2 separate regions of the Ovis aries genome follow, and region 2 is linked to region 1. The links are chromatin contacts, called in public Hi-C maps. All regions are on one chromosome and are shown on one strand. The core of a region is the stretch at or near the end of the contact, and the rest is flanking DNA. Distances in the headings are between cores, read along the strand shown. Region 1 holds the start of CIC (capicua transcriptional repressor). Region 2 overlaps DEDD2 (death effector domain containing 2).

Region 1 (6,438 bases), core at 1,822-4,321:
CCTGGCCGGCACCCAGACACAGACTGGCACCCATATGCCCTGAGCTATATGCTCTGGTTCCTTGGGAACACTCACATACTCTGCTTTCTCGGCAGAGGACAGTAGGTGCAGGCACACACTCTGACTGCCCCAAGGGAACCACGACTAAAAGTAACAGTTCATACCTATGGAGCACTCACTCTGTGCCAAGCCCTGGGCTAGACTTGCCTTTATTAACCTATTGCATCCTCACCACAGCCCTAAGAGGCGGATGCTACCATCAGCTGCATTTACACGGGAGGAAATTGGGGCACAGAGAGATCAAGCCACTCGTCCACATCCATCCGGCTGGGAAATGGCAGAGCTGAGATCTGGACCCAGGTAATCTGGCCCCAGAGTCTGTGCTCCTAACCATTTCAGTGTGCTGCCTGTCACATGATCCAGAGGGCACGCTTCCTTGCACTGTCACTGCCCAGAGAACACACGCACTCACACACACAAATGTACAAGCACACAGTCACAGAAAGGGAGGTGACTGGGCTGCGATGTGAGCCTCTCTCTACCACCCCCACCCCAGCCCCGGACAGCCTGGCATGGCCAGGCATTGTGGGAAGGAGTGGGCAGCTGCAAGTCCCAAGGGACAGCTGCCCACTCTGTTCTGCACCCCAGGCCTGCCAGGTACAGCCATCTCCCTAGATCCTGGCAGAGAACAGGCAGGGGCACGTCTGGGGCAAGAGCTCATACCCAGTGCTACCACAGGGCTGTACATAAGTGCGCGCACACACACACACACACATAGCACACACACACACACACACAGAGACACACACATCACACAGTGGGACACAGGGCTACACCCCAGGGTTTCACGGTCCCTCTGGATGGGAGCCTGCCCCTCCCCCCACAGCACCCAGCGTGATACCCGAAAGCCCAGCCACCCCCCTTCTGGCCTGCTTGCATCCCCGCCCTGCCCGGGCTGGCTCTGGCAGGGTGGCTGAGCTGACTAGGCCCCCCTGGTCCCCAAATATGCCCTCGGACTCCAGGTGGGGGTAAGTGGGAGAAGGTCAAAGACAGCAGGACAAGCCCAGCAGGCCAACCTCACCCACTTCCTGAACAGTCATTACTGCCCGCCCCCTTTCAGGCTGCCCTGAGAGAAGAGAAGGGAAAAAACTTCACTCTGAAGTGACTAAAAGAACCTGAGAGGCCAAAAAGGGGGCCCCCGGCAGGGTTGGGGGACCCAGGACCATAAGCCAAAGAAGATCCGAGGCACCCCTGACTCAGCCTTCAGGCTCCCCCGGGACCCCGACCTCATGCTCTCCCACTTGGGGCCTGCTGCTGCTTAGGAACCTGCAGTCCCAGGCTGCCCCTTCTCTGAGACAATCCTGGGGTCCTCTCGGGCAGAGGCTGGGGGCCCCAGGGCTTCTCACAATGCGGCAGGCACCCAAGTATCCAGGAGTTGGACAGCCACCACCACCTTTTCCCACTGGCCCGCTGGGCCACCGTCCTGGGCACTGAGACCGGGCCCAACACAAACCTTTGCATACCCCACCCAGGGCCTACAACCACACTGCCTGGTCCAAGTTCTTCACACCAGAAACCAAGCCTCTTTTTTTCCCCTGGGGCCTACTCTCTTCCTGTCCACCCTCTCAGGATAACTCCCACCCAAGGCCCTCTTGGGCCCTCACCTCCCTCAGAATCTAAGCAGTAACTCCTGAAGCCCAGGCTGGCCTAGGCTTCTCAGGGTCTCATGTCCTCTGCTCCCATCAGGCCTCCTGACACCAGCATCTCTGCCACTCTCTTTCCCATCCTGTCACCATCTCTATCTCCACCTCTCTCTTCACAGGCCCTAGGCCCCCTCCTCTGTCACTCCCTCCTTGTCACCCTCATCTATCTCTGTCACCCCCTCCTCCCAGTCACTCTCATGTCAGCCATCTCTGGACCTGTCACCTTCTCTCCCCATCACCTCTCCTTGTCACCCCCTCCAACTCTGTCCCCTCTCTATCCCTGTCACCCTGATCTAGACCTGTCACCCCTCCATTCCTGTTACCAAGTCTCTGCCCACCACCCCCTCGTCACCCTTTTTCTGTCACTCCTTCTCCCCACCACTTCCTCTACTCTATCCCACCTTCCCATCATCCCACTCACCCCTTTTCCCCTGTACCCCTTCCCCGTCCCTGCCACCTGTCCCCTCTCGGCCCCCAGCACCCCAAATCCCCCCTGCCTGTGTCAGCCCTGGCCCCGCCCCTCACCTCGGGCTCAGCGGGGTTTCGGGGCGGGGGGCCGTGGCCCCGGCTCGGTCCGGTCCGGTCCCTCCCCGCCCCCCCTCCGGCTCTCCCTCTCGATTCTCCCTTTTTTTTTTACTCCAACACACAAAATGGTGAATGGACCTGCAACAGCTGGAGCAGTCAGCCAATCAGCGGCCACAACCCCGCTGACCGGCGCCGTCCTAGACCAATAGATACTCAGAGCTTGGTCGGCTCCGCCTCTCAATGACGAGCGACGCTTGCCACAGCCAATCGTGCCCACCCGGCAGCGCGAGGGGGTGGGGCCAAAGTCCAAGATCGGCCTCCCTCTGGGACCGACACCAACCTGAGCCTACGACCGCCCGATCAGCCTAGGGTCCTGCCCTACAAGAAGTGATGGACATCAACATTGACCAACCGTAGTCCGTCTTAGTTCAGAATGACGAATACAGTACCCAGTCGTCTTACACTCTAGGCCGGAACCCAGCCTCTATGAAGGACAGTAGCCAATGAAGTGCAAGAAGGCGGGGCTAAGGGACCGGCTCTCCAATGAGCAGGCTTGGAAGGCGTGGCCTGAGCGTTTGTTGACCGGCTGGTCGCAATTCCTGCTGGGAGTGATAGTCTTCTTACGTCTCTGGCCCATAGTCGACAGTACATGGCAGACTACAACTCCCATGTGACAGAGTGCCTGGAGCTCTGAAGAACCCGTGCGAGGAGAAAAAGTCGAAAGGGCAGTTCCTCGTGAGTCTCACTGGACGCCAGGAGCATCTTAGACCCAGGGCCCCGACTCACCCGGATTCCCGGCTCTGGCGTCGCTGCTGGCTCCTCTCAGTGGCGGCGGTAGCGGCTCAAGGGGGAGGTGCGAGGAGCAGCCAACCGCCACCCTCGAGCCCCGTACCCAATCAGCAGCGGTCGGGGCGGTGCAATGACCTCACCGGGTTCTACTCTCTTACCCCTCCCCCATGTGGTTGTTGCTGCCGGTAGCTGGGAGTAGGGAAGTTTGGGGGGGGAGGGAAGGAGCATAAGTGATGTCACCTTTCCCCCGTTTGATTGGCTGCCGGGTGGCCGCGACTACAACCAATCAACAGTCTCAGAAAGTCTGGCGCGGCCCCGCGGAAAGCCCTGTTGCCATCGGGAGGGTAGAGAACTAGCACTTGTGTGGTGGCGCGCGCTGCGGAGTTGTCTCCGCGCGTGGCCTGGGGCTTGGTGACCCTGGGGACAGGCCACCTTCCCCAAGACTTTGACATTTAGGGCGGCTCAGTTTTCTGATAGCGCCCCTGGGCGTGGGGTGAGAGGAAGGCTTGAGATGGGGAAATACAGCCCTTCGTGGAGCATCACTGCCTTCCGTGCAGAGCTTACACTTTGTAGGTGTTCACACCTGCTGGGGGGAGGGATCACACTGGGGTTGGGAGGAGAAGGATATGCCCTGTTGGTAGTAGATTCCTGCTGCCCAGATACGGGGTTCACACCAGATATGAAGAAAATGCACCCAGACTATTGCAGGGCCGTACGCCTATAACATTCACACTACAAGTGAGAGAGTATATTGTGACATGGTCAGTTCACTTTGAGCTATAGGGAAATCTCAGTTGTCCAGTGGGATTCACTGAGTATGAAGGAGATTGACATTATCCACGAGATTCACATTATCAGCTGTCCACAGATTTCCCTTGAGAGTGGCAGAAATTTCACTGTCTGCAAGAAGTTCACACTGGGAAAGAGTCCTACACTATTTCTTATGCTATTATATTACAGGGTTTCCCAGGTGGCTCAGTGGTAAAGAGTCCGCCTGCCAATGCAGGAGATATGAGTTCAGTCCCTGGGTCAGGAAGATCCCCTGGAGAAGGGAATGGCAACACACTCCAGTATTCTCGGAATATCCCATGAACAGAGGAGCCTGGCGGGCTACAGTCCATGGGGCTGCAAAGAGTCAGAGGCAGGTTAGCAACTGAACACACTATATTATGTCATGAGTTATACTACCTTATACTGTCCTATTATTACTGCTATTTTAATATCATTCTAAAAGAGAGTTTGCACTTCCATATTGAGTGGGCCCATACTGAGTAGGCCCATATTGAATGGGCCCTGAGTTGAGGGAAATTTTACAGAGCTGTTTATACTATGCCCATAGGGTAGACGTTAGCTCAGTTCAGTTGCTCAGTCATGTCCGACTCTTTGCAACGCCATGAACTGCAGCATGCCAGGCTTCCTTGTCCATCACCAACTCCCAGAGTCCACCCAAACCCATGTCCATTGAGTCAGTGATGCCATTCAACCGTCTCATCCTCTGTTGTCCCCTTCTCCTCATGCCCTGAAATCTTTCCCAGCATCGGGGTCTTTTCAAATGAGTCAACTCTTCACATCAGGTGGCCAAAAGTACTGGAGTTTCAGCTTCAACATTAGTCCTTCCAATGAACACCCAGGGCTGATCTCCTTTAGGATAGACTGGTTGGATCTCCTTGCAGTCCAAGGGACTCTCAAGAGTCTTCTCCAGCACCACAGTTCAAAAGCTTCAATTCTTCGGCACTCAGCTTTCTTTATAGTCCAACTCTCATATCCATACATGACCACTGGAAAACCATAGCCTTGAGTAGATGGACCTTTGTTGACAAAGTAATGTCTCTGCTTTTTAATATGCTATCTAGCTTGGTCATAACTTTCATTCCAAGGAGTAACTGTCTTTTAATTTCATAGCTGCAATCACCACCTGCAGTGATTTTGGAGCCCAGAAAAATAAAGTCAGCCATTGTTTCCACTGTTTCCCCATCTATTTGCCATGAAGTGATGGGACCAGATGCAATGATCTTAGGTTTCTGAATGTTGAGCTTTAAGCCAACTTTTTCACTCTCCTCTTTTCACTTTCAAGAGGCTCTTTAGTTCTTCTTCACTTTCTGCCATAAGGGTGGTGTCATCTGCATAGCTGAGTATGGGTGGGTCTGAACAAACTTATATTCATCAGAGAGTTCCCACAGCACATTTAGGTAGACCCTTGGAAAATGGTTCATGCTGTCCCACAGGTGTTCACAGCAGCCACAGAAAGTTCCCCATGCTTAGTGATGTTCACTGTCTGTGTTAACTTTGTCACAGATATGAAAGAGATTAAGTATACTGTCCATGGGGAGGTGCATATTGGGCCAAAGTTTACATAGCCCATTGGGAGCTTACGTGGTGTTGGGGAGGGGAGGATTTCCATTGATTGGGATGGTGTTTCATGCTCCACAGTTAATCTGTATCAGGCATGAGGGAGAATTAGACTCAATGAGCTCTGCAGTCTCCACAAAGAAATTCACTCTGCCTAGGGAGCATAATGCTACAGTGGCAGGGGTTCTCTCCTGCCCAGGCTTCCCAGGTGGCTCAGTGGTGAAGAGCCAACCCGCTTGCAGGAGACGAACATTCCATCCTTGGGTCAGGAAGATCCCCTGGAAAGAAGGAAGGAAATGACAATCCACTCCAGTATTCTTGCTGGGAAAATTCCACGGACGGAGGAGCCTGGTGGGCTACAGTCCGTGAGGTCACAAAGAGTTGCGACTGCTTAACAACATCAACTGTCTGTTCAAGATTGTCTCTGAATGTGGTGTGTTTTTAATGTCCACAGAGGAACCCCCCACTGCTTATTCTAGTTACACCATGCATAGAGGAGACCCGTCTGTGACAGTTCACACAGTCCAAGGCCTATTTCACATGTCCCTGGAAGAATTACATAAAATGTAGTTAACTTAGTTACATAGCTCATCAAAATTCCACTGTCATGTGGAGTTGGGGGAAGTGGTGCTACAGGAAGTGGGATAACATAGGCTTGGCCAGGTTGCTCAGGGTGGAACTGAGCTGGGCTTCTTCCCAGCTGTATGACCTCGGGCAAGTCATGAATCCCTTGTGCCTCAGTGGCTACATCTGTTACAGGATAATTTTTTTTTCAATCCTATGGCATAGGGTTGCTATAAAAATGTAAAGAATTAAGATGTGCAAAGCTGAAACTAAAACCTGATATAGCCAAATAAATAAATATTTTTTAAAAAAAAGGATGTGCCAAGTATTTTTTTGTCTCCTCATGTCTTTTGAGGGTAAGTCCTCAGAAATGTCAAGTATTAGACTTCCCTGGTGGTGCAGTGGCTAAGAATCCACCTGCCAATGCAGGGGACATGGAATCAATCCCTGGTCGGGGAAGATTTCATCGGCTGGGAGATTCCGCAGGCTGTGGAGTGCCACAGCTATT
Region 2 (6,249 bases), core at 215-2,714, 56 kb after region 1:
GTCTTGGGGTGGGATCAGCTCCACTGACCTGAAGCTGCTGTCTGGGGCATGGGAGGGTCACTGCCCTCTGATCCTCGCACTGTCACGCTACCATTCCCTGTCTGTGGGACCTTGGGCAGGTCACTTCTCTGTGCTTTCATTTGTTGTTCAGTCGCTAAGTCATGTCTGACTCTTTGCGACCCCATGAACTGCAGCAGGCCAGGCTTCCCTGTTCTTCACCATTTCCTGCAGTTTGCTCAAACTCATGTCCATGAAGTAAGTGATGGCATCCAACCATCTCATCCTCTGTTGTCCCCTTTTCCTCATCTGCCTTCATTTCCTTATCTGTAAATTGGGGGGATACTAGGGCCTGCCTCACAGGGTCGTTTGAGGATTAAATGAATTCATATGACTCTGCTGCTTGTCATTTCCAGCTTACACTTGATCCTCAGGGCAGCCTGTGTTGTGAGTGGGTATCAGTAGTCAGCAGTCAGATTCACAGGTGGGAGTTCAGTGATTCCACTGAACTGAGGGGAAGGGATATGCCTGAGGTCACGTTTACAGAGATGGCCTTGGAAGTCCCACGTCCCACCCCCTGCCCAGAGCTGCCACGTCATTTGGGTGGATGTGGGCAGGGTTATAAGTGACAGACATACCTCAGACTGGCTTAAGCAGAAAGGAAATTGATCAGAGCTGAAAATCCAGGTGCTCCATGTACACATGATGAACTCAGGAGTCTTTTCCTGTCTGTCTCTGGCCTTGTATAGGTTTCCTTCTCCCCGCCCCTGGCAGAATGGCCCCCAGCAGGCCTGGGCTCAGAGCCCACCTTCTGGGCAGCCTTTGTGGAACGAGAGTGCCTGCTTCTGTAGAGCCAGCCCAATTTGGCCTTGAGTCTCCTGGGCCTGGTGCCTGCCTTGGTGGGTGGGGGCCTGAGGATATGGTTGGGAGAAGAGGGGGACGGCTGGTTACTTAAAAGCCAATCCATTTACTCATGCGTTGGTTCTTTCACAAATGTGTATTGAGTACCTACCATGTGCCACGAGGCTACCTATACAAGTGAACAAGAAACAAAAATCCCTTCAGGGAGCTCACAGTGGGGGCAGATAGGTGATTAGCTTGACAGTGAATGAAAGCTCGGGGTGGGTTAGAAGATGCTAAGTGCCGGGGGAGGAAATGGAGCAGAAATGGAATGGGGTCTGGGAAGTGCAGAGGCCCAGGGGCGGTGGTAGGTTGGATGGTCGGAATAGGATCATTGGGAAGGCGGCACTTGAACCTGAAGGAGATGAGAGAATAAGTCCTGCAGACACTGAGGAGAGAACGGACAGTGGGGAGAGACCATCCCTAGCTGGAAGACGGGAGGGCCAGAGCCAGGCGGAACCTGCTGGGTGTTGGGGGGAGGAGCACGGAGGTGGCGTGGCTGGAGTGGGGCACGTGAGGGGAAGCACAGGGCCAGCAGGTCAGGAGGGAGCAGGTCAGACCGCAAGAGCAAGCCCAAGCGAGCGAGGGTGTCACCCACACTTGGGTGTGGTTACCAGGAGGAGGAAGGATGTAGGGCCGGGGCAGTGCAACTCACGCTGAGGCGCAGCGGGGAGGGGAGGGCGGGTGGCGGCCCCTCCCTGACCAGTCCCTCGTTCTCCGCAGACATCCGGCTCAGGGTGCGAGCAGAGTACTGTGAACACGGGCCAGCCTTGGAGCAGGGCGTGGCCTCGCGGCGGCCCCAGGCACTGGCTCGGCAGTTGGACGTGTTTGGGCAGGCCACCGCGGTGCTGCGCTCCCGGGACCTGGGCTCCGTGGTGTGCGACATCAAGTTCTCCGAGCTCTCCTACCTGGACGCCTTCTGGGGCGACTACCTGAGCGGTGCCCTGCTGCAGGCCCTGCGGGGCGTGTTCCTGACTGAGGCGCTACGCGAGGCGGTGGGCCGGGAGGCCGTCCGCCTGCTGGTCAGCGTGGACGAGGCCGACTACGAAGCTGGCCGGCGCCGCCTGCTGCTGATGGAGGAGGAGGGGGGACAGCGCTCGCCCGAGGCCTCCTGATCCTGAATGTGGCAGGACTGACCCCACCTCCTCGCCTCTGGGCCACCTTCTCCCTGGGAGGATGTCGACCATCTCTGCCCCTAGAGGACTGTCACTCCAGCAGTGCCGCAGACTCTGACAGACACCAGGCCCCTCGCTAGACCCTCCCATAGGATGTGGGCTCTGAGGCCTAAACCACTTCCAGCTGAGTTTCCTTCCTGGTCTCCCCCCACCCCCTACCCCACCCTTAGGTGTGTTCCTTCAGCTTCAGCAGGCCAGGGGCTCAGGCATGCAGATCTGAAAGGAAGGGAGGCATAGCCCCTCTCACCAACGGCCCCTTGCACATTGTCTCCCACGCCTGGGCTGTGTGTGTGCACTCACATTACCCTCTCTGAAACCACCCCTGGGCGCCTGCCCTGGCCTGCTCCACTTACTTCTTTGGCCTTCAGGCTTCTCTCTCAGGATCTCTGATTATACGGTCCCTCAGCCCTGAGCTTCAGCCACACCAGTGGGCACTGGAGCTGGGGTGCACCAGGGGCCTGCTCACCTTGCCCACACATCTCTACAGCCAGCTGGGGCTCCACCCACGAACCTGGCCTCCACTCTCTCCTGCTCCTTGAAGTTGGACACAGACTTGCACACAGATCTGTGCCCAGGGTGTCACGTGTGTGTTGCAGCCACATCAGACCAAATGTGTTGTTTCCTAGGAGGCCAGGCCAAGGATCCAGCTTCCTTCTCAGAAAAGGGGGAGGCAAAGGCTTGGGGCTGTTGGCCAAGGCCTTGTACCAATGGCACCAATAAAACTGCCCTGGATGGGGCACAAGGTGGGCAGCAGGGCTGTACTCTTTCTTCATGGGCTGGAGGAAGGAGCTGGTGAGAACCAGGGCCGGCATCAGTCCCAGAGTTCCTGGCCTGGTGTCGGGCTGGAGGGTGGGCAGGATGCTGGACCATCATGTGCTGGCTGCTGCCCCAGTCTTGCCCTCCTCTTGGGTTCAGTTTCCTCATCTATCGAAGGAGGAGATACTGCCTTGGAATCACAAAGGCTCTCCCAGGCTTACTCACACATGCTTTGTTCTGGTATGTTCTGGGGAGTGCTGGCATTTTTAACCCTCAGTGAGGAGGGCCAGCTTCTTATCTTCCAAGGCCAACAGAGTTCCAAGGGTTTGGAAACCAAAGGGCTCAGCAGCCGGTGTTCTCTGCCTAGAAAGCATCTCCAAGTGGCTCTCCACTCCTCACACCTTCTAGGCAGTTATCTTAAAACCTGGATCTCTGTTCCTCCTCCTGAGGGCAAGTATTTCTTCCTGGTATCCTATGGCTACAGCTGAGGTTGTAGCTTCTTACTCTTTACCCACTCCTTGTTTAAGACTGTAGGAACTCAAGTTTCTTACACAATATCCAGGGTTTTCCTTCCTAGGGGAGAAGGGGCCCAGGGATGGGGTGGGCAGGGGTTCCCAACTGCTGGCTTTTCCTGGGGGAAAGGATGCGCTACGCATACCTGAGAGTCCCTTGGACTGCAGGGAGATCAAATCCTAAAGGAAATCAGTCCTGAATATTCATTGGAAGGACTGATGCTGAAACTGAAGCTCCAATACTTTGGCCACCTGATGCGAAGAACTGACTCATTAGAAAAGACCCTGATGCTGGGAAAGGTTGAAGGCAGGAGGAGAAGGGGATGGCAGAGGATGAGGTGGTTGGACAGCATCACCAACTGGATGGACATGAGTTTGAGCAAGCTCTGGGAGTTAGTGAAGGACAGGGAAGCCTGGCATGCTGCAGTCCATGGGTAGGAAAGAGTTGGACACGACTGAAGAGACTGAACTGAAATGAAAACCTGCACCTGGGAACCTGTCCTGGACCCCTGACCTGAGTTGATAGGCAGGGATACAGTGGCAAGTCCAGGAGTTGAATCCTGCCCAGGAGTCAAGACCTGGTCCATCCCAGACTGTCTCCATTTATCTTCTCTGGGCACCTAAATAAGATCTATTTAATACTTTGCCACTGTGTAAAGTAGGGATTTTACCATTTGTGACAGGAAATGGGTTCAGAGAGTGAAAGTGATTTGCCTGAGGAGTAGAGAAGTACTGAGATAGAAAACAGCTCTCCTCGCTGTTGCAGGCAGGTTGGGAAGGCAAGTTGGGGTTTCCCTGAGCTTTCTCCTACCCTCAGCTAGAGGGCTCTTGGCTGGGGTGGGAATAGGCTTTGTTTTCACGAGCTTTAAAGATTTGGAGCCCCTGTTCTTGCCTCCCCTGCATTTCACCTCTCCCTCAGGCCCCGAGGAGTCTCCCCTCCCACCCCTAATTTAGGAATTGGGGGCCCCGCCCCTTTACTGGACAAGATTCAGGCCCTGGCCCTGCCCCAACCTCCACGCCTACTCCCATTTCAGTTCCTAGTTAACGCTCAGCCCCACCTTATTCCTTAGGCCATCCCTACAGGCCCCGCCCCATTATTTAGGTCCCGCCTGCTCCACTTTTTTCAGGGGGGGCGTTGGGCGGGAAGTGCGTATTTTGTGGCACGTGCACTCCGGAAGTAAGTGATCCTGACCTCGAGGCCACGCGAGCCTGAGGCCTCTGGAGCCTGCGCAGGCGCAGTGCATGCCGGGAGTCCATGGTGGCGGGAACCTCGAGGCAGTGTCTCGCACTTCCAGAACGTCCCCGAGCGCTGGCCTGGGCTTGCTGGAACCCGCTTCTAGTGTTTCCCAGAGTCCTGAGGCTGAGAAGTGGGTCATACTTAGGTTCTGAGAACAACCCGGGGAGTTCAGAGAGCTTCGGAACTCTAGGATTCTTTGGAGCGGGACGTAGACGAGCTGCAGCCAAGGGAAATAGGGGCCTGTGGGAGCTCAGAGGAAGGCGGGCCATGATTTCACAGAGGAGATGAACCGGGACCTGGCTCTTGAAGGACGAGTAGGAGTTCAATAGACTGACAGAGAAGGGCCATTTCAGGCAGAGCGCATTCCTCGAGGAGGCCTTAGGGAACGTTCCTGAATGGGATGTGACGAGACAGAGTCAAAGGTAAGTGGTTATGCAGTCAGCTCCGCCCTGTTTCTGTCAGCAGTCATCAGCTACCACAGTGCCGGCCGACACCCAGGGGCCCCCGACGGTTACCCCGGCGGTGTGAGGTGGTTAGGGAGTCAGGCTTGGTGTGCCTGGAGCTGGGCCTCACATGTTCCCCGAGGCCTAAGGGGGCCCGGCCCTGGGGCTGGCTGACCCTTGCTGGGGACCCTGAGAGGACTGTAGCTTCAGGGTGCTGGCTCTGGACCGCTCCTCTTCTGGTGGGGAGCCAGACAGGACACCGTGGGTCACAGCCCAGAGTGGCCAATGACTCAGATGACCCCCAGGAAGGCTTCATGGATTAGGAAGCTCCCTGTTCATTTGATTAAAAGTTACCAGGACTTCCCTAGTGGTCCAGTAGTTAAGATTTCAGGTTCCCAATGCAGGGGGCCCAAATTCCATCCCTTGATAGGGAACTAGATCCCACATACCACAACTAAAGATCACATGCTACAACTAAAATCAAGTGCAGTCAAATAAATAAAATATTTTTAAAAAATTACTGCCACCAGCACCAAGATACTTTTTAACTGTGAAATATAACATTCAGAAAAGTGCATAAAACATAAATGTACAGTTAATAAGCTGTTGTAAAACACCTGCCCCATGAGAAGACATCCATTAGCACCCCAGTAGTCCCCACCCCCTTTCTGTCGGGTGCTCCCTCCTGATCACATCCCTCCTGTTTCCCTAGCTAGGAATACTATCCTGGCTCTTACAGTAATAATTCCCTGCTTTTCTTTAAGTTTTTAGCTTTGTGTCACTTGATGAAATAGTTAATTTTCTCTTTTTTAACTTGATATAAATAGAATTGAACAATATGTGTCCTGTTGCCTTTGGTTTCTTTTGTTCAATGTTGTATTTGTGAGATTCTTCCATGTTTTGTTTATTTGTAGTTGACCCGTCTTTATTGCTGTGTAGTATTCATTGTGAGCTTCCCAGGTGGCTCAGTGTTAAAGAATCTGCCTACCAATTCAGGAGATGAGGGTTTGATTCCTGGGTCAGAAAGATCCCCTGGAGGGGCATGGCAACCCACTCCAGTATTCTTGCCTGGGAAATCCTGTGGACAGAGGAGCCTGGCGGGCTATGGTCCATGGGGTCAAAAAGAGTTGGACACAACTTAGCAACTAAATAGCTGCTGTAGTATTCACTGGATGATTATCCCACAGGTAGTTCATGCATTGTACTGTGGATGAACATTGGGTTTTTAG

What was found. Hi-C and Micro-C count contacts between places; a contact is called where the count stands out from the background.
Region 2: a contact with region 1 is called in a Hi-C map of blood, with 2.0 times the contacts expected there. The contact joins the enhancer-like site here to the promoter of CIC in region 1. A contact is called at or near these places in 2 of 16 Hi-C or Micro-C datasets (both in blood).

What each region holds. Positions count from the first base shown.
Region 1 is chr14:50,587,722-50,594,159 of ARS-UI_Ramb_v3.0, forward strand. CIC (capicua transcriptional repressor) reads right to left here and starts at 3,072. Exons shown (of 21, transcript XM_042230945.1): 1 at 2,569-3,072.
Region 2 is chr14:50,644,912-50,651,160 of ARS-UI_Ramb_v3.0, forward strand. DEDD2 (death effector domain containing 2) reads left to right here. Exons shown (of 5, transcript XM_004015286.5): 5 at 1,621-2,822. The coding sequence ends at 2,012. Among named protein-coding and RNA genes, the nearest start is that of DEDD2, 16 kb to the left of the region's middle. Within about 2 kb of position 1,465, at least 19 of the 54 cell types and tissues checked have an H3K27ac peak or open chromatin away from gene starts, as enhancers often do.